2 separate regions of the Mus musculus genome follow, and region 1 is linked to region 2. Evidence: chromatin contacts called from public promoter capture Hi-C data. All regions are on one chromosome and are shown on one strand. The core of a region is the stretch at or near the end of the contact, and the rest is flanking DNA. Distances in the headings are between cores, read along the strand shown.

The links. Promoter capture Hi-C pulls out the DNA fragments that hold promoters and counts their contacts.
Region 1: a contact with region 2 is called in a promoter capture Hi-C map of second pharyngeal arch cranial neural crest. The contact joins the promoter of Vps13d here to the enhancer-like site in region 2. A contact is called at or near these places in 5 of 39 promoter capture datasets (cranial neural crest, embryonic stem cells, liver and 2 more) and 3 of 115 datasets of contacts at active chromatin or transcription factors (bone marrow-derived macrophages, embryonic limb bud and stem cell-derived neural progenitor cells).

The regions. Positions count from the first base shown.
Region 1 is chr4:145,189,732-145,197,136 of GRCm38.p6, forward strand. Vps13d (vacuolar protein sorting 13D) reads right to left here and starts at 5,274. Exons shown (of 70, transcript NM_001276465.1): 1 at 5,188-5,274; 2 at 765-935. The coding sequence starts at 861.
Region 2 is chr4:144,858,648-144,865,449 of GRCm38.p6, forward strand. No RefSeq gene overlaps it. Among named protein-coding and RNA genes, the nearest start is that of Dhrs3, 31 kb to the right of the region's middle. Within about 2 kb of position 3,259, at least 3 of the 459 cell types and tissues checked have an H3K27ac peak or open chromatin away from gene starts, as enhancers often do. A contact at or near this core is called in second pharyngeal arch cranial neural crest, where this site is marked.

The DNA.
Region 1 (7,405 bases), core at 4,024-6,523, 330 kb after region 2:
CAATCCTGACAGGCCTGGGGACGGGAAACTCCTGGAACAAAATGGGTCCAAGACAAGGCAGTTCTGGTCCTGCTCTCAGAGTGTGGAAACCCACAAGCTATTATTCCCCCCAGCCTGGTCCTGGGCAAATCCTGTTCCTGGGACACTGCACTTCCTCCCTCTCCACTAGCTTTGACTTTGCTTGCTGGCAGTCAGATCTTAAGGAAGGGTCTTACTTTGTATCCCTGGCTGGCTTAGAACTCGGTATGAAGAACAGGCTTACCTGGAAACCAAAGTAGACCAGGCTAACCTGGAACTCATAGAAATCCACCCCTGTGTCTCTAAAGTACTGGGATTAAAGGTGTATACCACACCTAGCTCTATCTTCTTTCTCTATATACATTAAACCAGTGGTTTGCAACCATCCTAATGTTATGACCCTATAATAGAGTCTCATGTTGTGGTGACCCCCACCCCAATCGCAAAATTATTTTGTTGCTACTTCATAACTCACACAAACCCACAGGTAAATTCGGGCACATGAGGGACTCTGGATTAGGGACGGTGCAGGAAGGCTGCTAACCTGAGTCTGACACCACCCTCCCCAACCCACATGGTAGAGGAAAAGAACCAACTTGCACAAGTTGTCCTCTGACCTCCACATGGGCACCATGGCACATGCATGACCTTTCCACACAGACAGACAGACATACATAAGGTGTGTAAACTTTTATTTTTAAAGACAGAAACACCACATTTTACTGAAGAGAAATGAGTGTGCTTACCTTTGAGAAGTGCAACCGACAGCTGGTCAGTGTTCAGGTTATTGACATATTTCCCCAAATAGGTATTGAGAACCCAAGCCACCAGACCTTCCAACATGACTATTTCCTCAGAAAAAGGTGCTTAAGAATCATGGATCAGTCTTTTATTTCTCTCTCTCATGGTCTCTGAATCTATAAAAGAAAAAGGGGAAAAAAAAAGTTAACAGAGCACAGCTCGGTGTGGTGTGGCACGCCATAATGCTGGCACCTGGGAGGTAGAGGCAGTCGGGCTTCTCAGAGTTCCAGACCTGCCTAGTCTAGAATTCCAGGCCAGCCAGGAATAAATAATAAGTTCCTGCCTCAAAACAACAACAAAAAGTACCTAGATGTATTTCTGTGTTGACTCACAGTTCTGCTTGCCTCGAGCTGGATTCGGGAAGATGGGCACCCATACTGATCTTCAGCTACGGGGACAGTCACTTGGAAACTCTGAAAATCACCTGCAATTTGAAGCTAAGCCTTCTAGTCAGCTGTTCTCTGACATCCTTCCTTTGGGGTAGACTTGGGACCAGACTGGCCTCATCAGAGCTTTTCACAGGGGCAACCTGGCAACATTTGAAGAAGTTTTTTTTTTCTTTTCTATGTATATGTGTGTGCACTGTACGCATGCAGGAGCCTGCGGGGGCCAGAGGAGGGCATAAGGTGCCTGGAACTTGAGTTATAGAAGGTTATGAGCCTCCATGTGGGTGCTGAGAACCAAACTCAATTCCTCTGCAAGACTAGTGTTCTTAACCACTGCCATCTCTCCAGCTCTGTGAAGACGTTTTTGGTTAATTGTTACTTCGGATGCTGCTTGGCTATCTTGTGAGGAGGGTCTGTAGAAGCTGATAAGCATCTTACAATATTCACGACAACCCCAATCAGCAAAGACTAATCCAAGCAGAAAATATTCAAGAGGCTATGTGAATGAAATTCACACTCTACAACTCTAATTAGGGTGTCCTAATTAAAATTAGCAAATTTATTCATTAGGCTCATTCATAAAAATCACCTAAATGGAAGAGAAAGGCAATGCTTTATCACTGACCTTTTTTTTTTTTTCTTTTAGACCAGAGTCTAATATATCCAAGGCTGGTCTTGAACTTACCACATAGCTGAGGACATATCCTTGAACTTCTAACTCTCCTGTTCACCTTCTTAGGAGGTGCTGGGATTACAAATCTGCACCATCACATATGGTGTATGTGGTGCTGGGAACTGAACCTAGGGCTTCAAGCACACTAGGCAAGCACCCTGCTCACTTAGGTACATCTCCAGCCTTATCACTAATCTTCACCAGTCCCATTGATGCTGACCTAATGACTATTTTAGGTCAGCAAAGGCAAACACCACAAGTGCTCTGGTTACCGGTTCAGCCTTTAGATTCAGTACTAAATCACGATTGCTTGTTACAATTAGTATAACGTTGTGTTTGCAGTATTATAAAAATATAGATTATTTTATTAAACACACACTTAATAAACACTCTAAAGCTTATCAGAATATTGATTGGCAATTAAAGTCAGCTTTCCTTTCTTTCATCTGCTGTTAGTATGTAAAGGATACTTTAGCTAATATCTTTAAAAGTGTTCCACTGGGGAGCTAAAGTCATGGCTCAATGGTTAAGAGCACTGGCTGCTCTTCTAGAGACCCAGGTTCAATCAATTTCCAGCAACCACCTGGTAGTTCACAACCATCTGTAGCTCCAGTTTCACAGAATTTGATGCCCTCTTTGTACTCCATAGACACCAGGCACACATGCGGTCCACAGGCATTCATACAGGCAAAACACTCATAATATAAAATAAATTTTAAGAAAAGTTTTGCCTAAAGTTGCATAGATATTTTTACTCTTACAGTTAGGTTGAGGGGCATCCAAATAGCTCAGAGGAAAAAGGCACCTGCTACCAACCTGAGAGCTTGATTTCCATCCCTAGGGCCCACATGCAGGAGAGAAGTGGCTTCAGAAAACTGTCCTCTAACCTCCACTTGCATGCTGTGGTATGGGCACACCGCCCCCAGACCCGAATGCATATATACACACAAAAATAAACATATTTTCTAAGTGAGCATGAGAAAGATTAAGAAAAAAAAAGTTTAAGTGAGAGGCAAGAATGGCGATGCAGGCCTTTATCTCAGTACTGGCAGGCAGAAGCAGGTGGATCTGTGAGTTTAAGGGCAGCCTGGTCTACACAGCAGTTCCAGAACAGCCAGGGGCTATATACCCTGTCTCAAAACAAAAGTTTAGCTGGGTTCTCAGATCACTGGTCTAATGGACTCCAGTAAGGACTCTAAGCTGTAAATCTTGCTCCTAGGCCATCAAGTTGGTCACCAGCCACCACACCAGCCATTCCAGATTTCCTGTGGCATGTGTCCCACTTGGAACCAGACTATTTTCAGGATCATTTCCAAGGACTTTGCCCCATGACTAGTGATTTATCTTACTGCCAGGAGATACACTCACCCCAAGGAAAAAGCTAACAACATAAGACAGACCCAAAACAAAAGCTCCCCTAAAAGTTGACCCAGCCTCAAAGGAAGGCAGATATTTACTTGTCTATGCAAGACATAATTATAATCAGGGACAGTTAAAAAAAAATCAATTAACTCTTCAGGGTGATGATCTACACCTTTAATTCCAGCACAAGGGAAGAAGAGGTAGGCAATCTCTGAATGGAAGGACGATCATCTCATTTACATAGGGGTTCCAGGCCAGCCAGAGCTACAAATTGAGACCCTGTCTCAATAACAATATTAATTTTGCAGAAAATGCACTTTATTGTCTTATTTCTTTCAAAAGAATTGGGGGGGGTAGGTTATGCTCCAGATATAAAGCCAAGAATCTGGGGAGGGGGACTCCTCGGCATTTGCTTTCAAGGTCACAAAAACAATTTTTAAAAATTTTTAATCAAAAATGCTTCACAGTGTAAATAAACGTTTCTCTATTGTCATTTCAACAAGGTAAATCTATTAAAAACACAATGTGAAGCTGACTACCTTGTTTTATTATGTGAGCCTCAAACAGTCCTGGGCACCAAGCCAAGGCTAAAGTAATCTTTATTTTTGTTATTGCCATTAATTTCAGCCCTAAAAGCCAACTCTCCCTAAAATGCCAACTCCAGATGTTTTCCCAGTAAAGAGAAACTACTGTCGGGCTAGCATGGTGTCTCAGAGGTGAAGGAAATCGCTACCAAGACTGAGTTTAAACCCCAGAACCCATATGGTTAAAAAGAGACTACAGACTCCCACAGGTGGTCTTCTGACAGCTGCCCTCCTCCAGCCCCCAATACACATAAAATAAGTGTAAAATAAATTTACTTTTCCAGGAAACTATTGTCGTTTTGTACCCATGCTCTGCCCCTTCCATACTTATTCTCGATGTAGAAGAACACAAAGTACACATTTAAAAGTACACATGAGCTGTTAGCGCCCTACAGATGTTCTTCTGCTCCGTGTGAGGCCCAAGCCAGAAAGCATCCATTAGCTCTACTAAGCATCTAGAGCAGGCTTGAGGCCACTTCAAGGATTCCCTTAAGGAATCTGGTTTCAGGGAGGTCCGCCAGGCTGGCCAGAATCCCAGAGTATTTATATGCTCATCAGGACTTCTAGGCAGCTGCCCGGTAATAACCCCCACCTGGCTTCCCCTATCTGGTGTGGCAGGTGACACTGAGGGATCTGGGTTCAACCCACAGCCTGGGCAGACAGCCGGACATGACCTTGAGCCAGGCCCCACCCGAGAAGAGGCCAGACCGGGGAATAGGAAGCACTGGCATTTGGACCTGGAGAATCCCTGTGCCAGGCAGCTAGGGCTGAGTGCTGAGGGATTCCAGGAGCTCTGCCACAAGGGGACAACTCCAAGTGTGTGTCAGGCCGGGGGCTCCGCAGGAACGCGAAGCTTCCCTGGCCTTTCCATATCTCCGGTCTGCTGTCAGAACCCCAAGCCTGGCAGCAACAGGGGACAGAGCCACCAAGCCTAGAGAAGATGGCTCTCTAGGGGTAAGAGAGGCGAAGAGTGTCCCCTACAAGAAGGAAAAGTTGGGAAGAGAGGGACCCTGGGGACAAACCTAATGTCCCCACCCAGAGGTGACCCCAGAGGGGATGGAGGCACTGAGGGAAGGGACGCCGCCCCACTAGGGGTGTGCTGAAGAGACACTCGCACGTTGGAATCAAGCCTCGGGAGACGTGACACCCAAAATCCAGTGGTGTCTCCAGGCTGCAGAGACCGGTGCCCCGAGCCCGGGCCTGAAGTGCCAGCGACTCTCGGGCTCCGGGGTCCCCGCGAGGGCGCCCGGGCTCCGGGAGAGGCCGGCTGCCGCGGACCCCGAGTCGGGCCGTCGGAGCACAGCCAGGTCGATCGCGTGGCCGCTTTCCTTGAGGTCCTCCGCCTTGACCGCCGCCCCCCTACCTGTCGCTGTAGCTGTAGCTACCGCTGTCGCTGTCGCTGCCGCCCAAGCCCGGTTCTGCGAGGTGCTTCCTCTCCGCCACTCCTCAATGGCGGTGACTAGAGCGCTAGACTCGACCAATCGAGTGGCTACGTACCTGGGCCTGGCCAGCAGAGCACCGAGCCGTCGATGGGGCGCCCCCTAGCGTCCGCAGCCGTTCCTGTAAGGGCGGCGGGTGCCTCCCAGTATGCTGGGGGCTTAATGAGCAACAGCTCAATCAGCCCCGTTTTACAAATGGGTAAACTGAGAGCCGGGACAGTGTAGGAATATAAATCATCCTAGTTCAAACATTATCGTGCCTCCAAAACCGCCCTGCTTTCCATCTGCCTTTTTATCCCACCACCAATAATGACCCCTTGACTGCCACTGAAGTCTGTAATTCAAACCATGCCTTTAGCCCTGCTTAAACCACTCCCCCCACTACACTTGTATTAAAATTCATCTCCTGGGCTGTCAAGATAGCTCAGCTGGAACAGGACCTTGCAACCAAGCCAGATGACCAATTCCCAGCACCCATGTGGTGGAAGGAGCGAACTGATTCACCCAAAGTGTCCTCTGACCTACAGGTGTGCCTGCCCACATATACACACAAAATGAATAAATGCAAATTTTAATTAAAAAAATACCTCCTTCTGAGCATTCAGGAAAGTTAATAGTTGGAAGGCAGCTTGGGCTACATAGTGGGTTCATCCATATCCTGTCTCAAACCCCATCCTCTCGCTTTTCCACCCCCAAAATACACACACAATACTTCTTGAAGGCAGGAACCACTATATAAAGCCAGGCATGGTGGCACACACTTGTAAGCATACACACTGAGCCCAGGGCTCAGGAGGTAGAGAGAGAAAGGAAGATGAGGTGTCTAAGGTCATTCTCAAGATACGTAATGAATTGGGGGCCAATCTGGGCTACTTGAGACTGTCTCAAAAATAAAACAAGTAAAAAATAAAAACCCTCTGTACTGTGCCACACTAAAATTTGTCTGGTCTTATTCCCTTTCTATGGCTTTCTCTGGTTCACTTGACTCACAAAATGCTTCAGTTCCTGCCTCCAGTCCTTTGCATCCGTCATTCTCTCTGCTTAGCATGCTGTTCTCCTAGATCAGTGCGGTCCTACAGAAGTATAATGCCAGCCCCAAATAGACTCATTTGTTACTTGCTATATCAAAAGAGATGAGCCAGTCGGGCGTGGTGGCACACGCCTTTAATCCCAGCACTTGGGAGGCAGAGGCAGGTGGATTTCTGAGTTCAAGGCCAGCCTGGTCTACAAAGTGAGTTCCAGGACAGCCAGGGCTATACAGAGAAACCCTGTCTCGAAAACACAAAAAACAAACAAACAAACAAACAAACAAACAAACAAAAAAAAGAGATGAGCCTGGAAGGTATAGCTCAGTAGTAGAGTCCATGTGTGATGCTGGATTAAGTCCCTAGGACCAATGACAATAAGGTGGGGGGAGAGATAAAGGGAAAATTGCTTAGTAATTTAGTCACTCTGATGAACCAAAATACTCTGATCACAACATATAACCAACAGCAAACAAACCTTGTTTGTGCTGATTTCTGAGATCGAGTCTCTGCATATAGCTCGGGTGGGCCTCAAACTCAAGATCATCCTCCTGCCTCAGCCTCCTGATCTGTGCCTGATTTGTGCCATCGCACCCGGCAGAAGGATGGTTAGGAAGATATATTAGTGCTGTTTTACTGAAGGTTTTTGAAATCCAGGAATATTTTATACTGTGTTATCCCTAGGACAAACCAGAGACTTTGAGTACTGGGTGAGCAATTGGAAGTGACTAGCTGCACTCTGAATGGCCACGGGGCGGAGCTAACTGCTCCTTTCTCTGCACTTCCCACTTCATAGGACATTTACCCCATCCCCCATGAAATTCTCTCATCCATTATTCTGTTGTGCTTTTCTCTTTACAAACTTGTTTTTTACTTTTAATCCTATATAATCACACACACATGCATGCAAATGATCTTCATATTGCATTCATTCATATTCTTGATGTTTGTTTGGCTGTCTAGGCTGGCCTGAAGCACCCTATGGAGCTAAAACTGGTCTGGAACTCCTGGCCCTTCTGACTCCGCCTCTGAAGGGCTGGAATTGCCATGTGAACCATTAGGACCATCTCTTCACAGGGCTTAACGATATTTGAAATGATCTGTGTGTTTGTCTATT
Region 2 (6,802 bases), core at 2,009-4,508:
AGAAGAACACTCCTCCATTGTTGGTGAATCTGGAAATCAGTCTGGCGGTTCCTCAGAAAATTGGACATAGTACTACCTGAGGATCCAGTGATACCTCTCCTGGGCATATATCCAGAAAATGTTCCAACTGGTAAGAAGGACACATGCTCCACTATGTTCATAGCAGCCTTATTTATAATAGCCAGAAGCTGGAAAGAACCCAGATGCCCCTCAACAGAGGAATGGATACAGAAAATGTGGTACATTTACACAATGGAGTGCTACTCAGCTATTAAAAAGAATGAATTTATGAAATTTCTAGGCAAATGGATGGACCTGGAAGGCATCATCCTGAGTCAGGTAACCCGATCACAAGAGAACTCACATGATATGTACTCACTGATAAGTGGATATTAGCCCAGAAACTTAGAATACCCAAGATATAAGATACAATTTGCAAAACACATGAAACTCAAGAAGAACGAAGACCAAAGTGTGGACACTTTGCCCCTTCTTAGAATTAGGAACAAAACACCCATGGAAGGAGTTACAGAGACAAAGTTTGAACTGAGACGAAAGGACAGACCATCTAGAGACTGCCATATCTGGGGATCCATTCCTTAATCAGCTTCCAAAAGCTGACACCATTGCATACACTAGCTAGATTTTGCTGAAAGGACCCTGATATAACTGTCTCTTGTGAGACTATGCAGGGGCCTAGCAAACACAGAAGTGGATACTCACAGTTAGCTATTGGATGGATTACAGGGCCCCCATTGGAGGAGCTAGAGAAAGTACCCAAGGAGCTCAAGGGATCTGCAACCCTATAGGTAGAACAACAATATGAACTAACCAGTACCCTCAGGAGCTCGTGTCTCTAGCTGCATATGTATCAGAAGATGGCCTAGTCAGCCATCAGTGGAAAGAGAGTCCCATTGGTCGTGCAAACTTTATATGCCTCAGTATAGGGGATCGCCAGGTCCAACAAGTGGGAGTGAGTGGGTAGGGGAGTGGGGGGAGGCCATGGGGGACTTTTGGGATACCATTGGAAATGTAAATGAGGAAAATAGCTAATAAAAAAAATTTTTAAAGCCGGGCGTGGTGGTGCACGCCTTTGATCCCAGCACTTGGGAGCAGAGGCAGGTGGATTTCTGAGTTCGAGGCCAGCCTTGTCTACACAGTGAGTTCCAGGGCTGTACAGAGAAACCCTGTCTCAAAAAACTAAAAAAAAAAAAGAAAGAAAAAAATTTTTTTAAAGAATTCAATCAGAGCAGGAACCTGGAGGTTCTTCCCTGAAGAAGCTGATGCCAAGGCCATGGTAGGATGCTGCTTCCCAGCTTCTGCCCATGGCTTGTTCAGCCTGCTTTCTTATAAAACCCAGGACCACCAGTCTAGGAATAGCAACACCCAAAGTGGTTTGTGCCATCCTTCATAAATCACTAATTAATAAAATGCATACAGGCTTGCAAACAGCCTGATGTTATGAAGGCATTTTGTCAATTGAGGCTCTCCCCTCTCCGATCACTCTAGCTTGTGTCAAGTTGACATCAAACTAGCTAGCTCATCAAGTACACAGAAATTGTCATCAATGGAACTAGGCTGTAAATATAGAATCCTCCAGTGATGTTCACATAAACTAATATTCACATATGCTATGAAATAGAACCACTGTAGCTCAACACCAGGTCAAACATCATGTAGATGGTGCCCTACCAAGTCTAATTTGCATGAAGGATGTATAGTTAACCAAATCACCACAGAAATAAAGGAGAGAATTTGATGCAATGCATAAGATGACACCAAATACATAAAATTAAGAGAAATACTACTATGCTTTATGATAAAAACAAAGGCCTACTATGGTGGCAGATATATAACACAAAAAAATAACTTTATATGCCCTAGTACAGGAGAACACCAGGGCCAAGAAGTGGAAGTTGGTGGGTAGGAGAGCGGGGCGGGTTGGGGGTGGGGGGTATGGGGGACTTTCAGGATAACATTTGAAATGTAAATGAAGAAAATACCTAATAAAAATTTTGGAAAAAAATAAAACAGCCTAAGTCAACTCCTGAATTTTAATTATTTTTATTTACTTTTTATTTCATCATTCAGAGTAACAGTACTTCTCCTGGCATTTCATATGTACTTGGTTTTTAGATAAACCTCTTCCTCACCTCTCTTCTCTTCCATCTCTCCACCTCCATCCACGATTAAACACTTCCACCAATAGGAGTGTTGTAAATATAGAATCTTTCATAGCATGTATATCACATGTCTACAGTTACCTTCCAATTCCCTCTCCCTTAAGCCTCTTTTTACCCTCTCATGGGCCCCTTTCTAATTTTCTGGCATCCATCCATATTCCCTGTCTCATAAACACACATATATAAAAGTTAAAGGCTAGATCCACACATGAGACATAGCATGCAGTGTTTGTCTTTCTGTGTCTAGGTGACCTTGCTCAACATATTTTCCAGTTCTGTGTATTTTTCCTGAAACTTTCAAATTAATATTTTTAATGGGATCTTACCAGTATATGGGACATGAGCTACTATGCTCATGTAAAACTCCATTCAACATTGCCTAACCTTACAGAACACAGAGTCAGCATCCTAGTCACCTTCAGCTTCCAAGCTTTCACTGTTAGCTGGGCATAACCAGGACACTGTCAAATACACTGGAGATGCTGGAATGCCACACACCACATGAGAACAGCCAATCTGAAATCTCTGTGGACCAAAGGGCTCCCATTACCTTCTCTAAAACATTATAAACTCATAACTTCATATAATGCTATTGACTTAATAAGATTATATGAAGTGCTGTAACAGTTTTCTATGGAGGGGCATAATATATAAACCTGCACCAATCCATACCCACATTAAATTTTAAAAGGATGATTTTGTCACAGCAAAATTAGTGTCTATTGGTTCAGTATTTAAAGCACATTATATACTTCGATGTAATTTTCCTGAGCCACCACCAAAACAACCCTCCAAATTTTGCAACATATGTAATGGCAAATTTAGGAGTGTTCCACTTTCTCCACATCTTCACTAAACATACAGAAAGAAAAAAATTCAGGAAATTATGGAGGACTAGTTCAATTTCAGATTTAGCCTAAATACTTTCCAGCAATCAACCAATTAGCAGCACAGCTATAACCTCATTATCCACACTGATCCAACAAATCTTTGTGCTGTTATAGAAACAGAATGATTGACAAAAACACCAAGAACACTAAAAATATAATTGAAACCATAAGGTGAATGTTGCAGAAATGAACTTGTAAACTCTCGGCCATTACCTAACCCAGAACAGATGTCTAGCCCCCTGTGACAGAACACAACTACTGGGAAGGGGTATGGCAAGATATCACAAATGGCATGTAAGTTTAATCAGCAATCAATAACAGCTTACATACACTGTGAATTCCACAGTTTGATCAACAGGCAATAAAAGCATAAATAGGACCACCAAGGCCTTCTAGAATCTAAAGAGATGTTCGTTGCACAAAATCTAGCCTTCAAGAGGAACTGGTGATAGTTTATTCTGCCGTATCAATCCCATAAGCATTCAATGATTATAATTCCTGAAAGTGAGTTGGAGGAGAGCCTTTATACACATCTGGATATTATATCAGCATCAGTTTACCATATACTTAAAGACATTACCCCAACCATAGACTGTTACCCAGCAACTTACTGTTGATAAAATTCCCTCCCTGGAGTAGGACATCTACCTCCTCCTCATAAGTTCCTAAGGACAAACCAAAGTCCCCTTCCACCATATCCCACCCTGGAGATCCAATGAGTTTATTGGGCTTCTTTATTGAACATGAATGATGGGTTACTGACAGGCACATGTGTGACTCCAAAGCAATCATACTGGAAAGTCTTCATCTAGAATGAATGATGGCTTCCCCACAGCTGTATAGATTGAAGCCCCTCCCCACAGTCTTTTCACTTATGTATTCTAACCCCTTCCATATACCCAAGATCTCAGGAAATTACAGCAAATTTTCATGCACATGGTTAGGAGAAGTTGCTGGTACCTCAGGTAATGGTCCCATGGCCCTTCCCACCCTCTCCTTTTATGAGGGAACATCAATAGTCAACATTCAACTAGCAAATACAAAAAATTCATTTGCTCCCACCAAGCATGCAGATGCTACACAGAGTGAATATTCACCTGCATTGGTGAATGACATTGAAAGAATACACACAAAATGAATATTATCCCAACTAATGGAGAAAGTCCTGAAACACATACACATTATATGCAGATTCATAGTCTAACCAGAACCCTCTGACATGGACTAGAACTGGCTAGTGTAACTTGGTAGACACAATTTGATCACACCCAAAGAAACCATTGTTCTTACCTCTAGAAATTATGTTTAGATTTGATTTGCATCATGAACCTCTGTATTGCATATGAGCAAGGAAAAAAAAGTAGTGTATGAGAGGACAAAAATTCTTCTTCTTGCAAAGCCAGTGAACTCTTCCTCTCATAATCAGGGGGTGGAGTGTTGAGCTCAGGGTGTGCCCTGCCTCCTTGACTCCACTTTATGTAAAAGAGTAATTTTTCAGGATGCACCTTACACAGAAAGACCACATTTAGCAAGCAGCTTTTGACTCTGGATTGAACATGAACAAAGATAGAAAAAGTCTGAACATGAACAACACCACCTTTCTGGCACCATCTATATAAAGACAAGCTGAGAAATATCTTATTCCTAAAGGTGACAGGGGTGTCACTTTGTGTCAACGTAAACTGGGACTATAGGAGAGTGTGGAATTACTCACATATCCAGAAAACCAGGGTCAAGAATACAAAAAGCACACTACATAAAATAGTGCCTACAACACTCTGACATAGACCTCCTAAAGAGGAGATCACTAAAAATGTGATAGTAATGGCATCAGCCCCACTGACCTGTCACCTGGTCACCTAGTGCATGCATCAAGAGACTGGCAGAGAACTTCCAATTGCATAAGGGTTTCATCTCAGTCTCTACCATTGACATTACCTGCTTGAATTGCCATCCAACTAGATCTACTATCTTTCCATATGCCTATTGTTTTATCCTTGCTTCACCCCACAAACTCTATAGTCTCCTATTCACTTCTGCAGCTCAACTATACCCTGACACTAGGCTCAAACTTGTGAACCAGCAACTTGACTCTAACAGTAGTATCGTATTTCAATGGAGAGTTTTCTGTGTTCCTATCAATTCCTGATTCTGCCTCAGTTAGACTTTTTTGAAATTTCCTGAACTCTGTAGTGGTCTCTTTAGCCTTCTGTGGGCATTCTGTAATCCCCATATAGATGTATTCACTGCACAGTGTGTGAGCTGAGAGCTAATATTAACAATTAAGTCTAGTAAAAGAACTTTTGTTTGCTTTGGCTGGCTTTCAATGAAATCAGAACTTCTTGACAGATGAAACTATCATGCCTTGTAAATGTACCATTATTCAATAAACTGTGATGTAAAAAGACATAAATGTGTTTGTGATTTTTCTTTCTCATGACTGGTAGACCAAACCCAGATCTCTGCCAGGATATAATGTAAATGGCCTCTAGCCCAGTTCCCAGGAGAGCCATGTTCACCTCTCATGAACTAGCTTTCACATTAGTCAATATTTCTTTTAGCATTCTCACCTCCAAACTCCTACTAGAATGGTCTCCTAGGTTTCATTTACATGAATCTAGAGCTTTTCTCATCCACAGTTCCAAACTCTTCCACATTCCTCTTACAAAACAGCCTCAAAAGCCTATGAACCACATAGGCAGATTCATCGCAGCATCAACTCAACTTCTTGGTACCAACTCTCTATATTTGCTACTTTTCTCATTGCTAAGACAAAAGTAACATAAAAGAGAAAATCCGTACTTCTGTTTAAGGGATATGTTGTAAAATCACGGCTAGGGAGATGTGGAAGCAGAAGCAGGAGGTAGCTAGCTTTGCAGGCACAGTCAAGAAGCAGAGAGATGGAGGTGAAAGAGCTACATTCGCAAAACCACAATTTACGGGATGGTGCTGCCCACACTGAGGTGAGTCTTGCCCCCTCAGTTAAATCTTCTTGGGGCTATCCTCACAGAAATACCCAGAGGTGTGTTTCCATGGAGGTTCTAAATTCTCTAGAGTTAAAAATTCAGGATTAACCATCACCCTAGCCAAATGGTCATCACCTGCTGAATGGACAAACACCAGGTGTGGTGTATTCATACAAGGAAGTATTATTGGGTATTTATTTCATTTACATTTCCAATGCTATCCCAAAAGTCCCCCACACGCTCCCCCACCCACTCCCCCACCCACCCACTCCCACTTCTTGGCCCTGGCGTTCCCCTGTACTGGGTTATATAAAGTTTGCACGACCAATGGGCCTCTCTTTCCACTGATGGCTGACTAGGCCATCTTCTGATACATATGCAGCTAGAGACACGAGCTCCAGGGGGTACTGGTTAGTTCATATTGATGTTCCACCTATAGGGTTGCAGATCCCTTTAGCTCCTTGGTTACTTTCTCTAACTCCTCCATTGGGGGCCCTGTGATCCATCCAAAAGCTGACTGTGAGCATCCACTTCTGTGTTTGCTAGGCCCCGGCATAGTCTCACAAGAGACAGCTATATCTGGGTCTTTTTAGCAAAATCTTGCTAGTGTATGCAATGGTCATACAAGGAAGTATTATCCACTCGTAAGAAGAACATGCTACATCATAGATGAACCTTAATAACGTGATGCTAACTTAAAAAGTTCAGTCAAAAGAGACCATGTGATAAATTATTCCATTCATCTGAAATATTCAGAATAAGA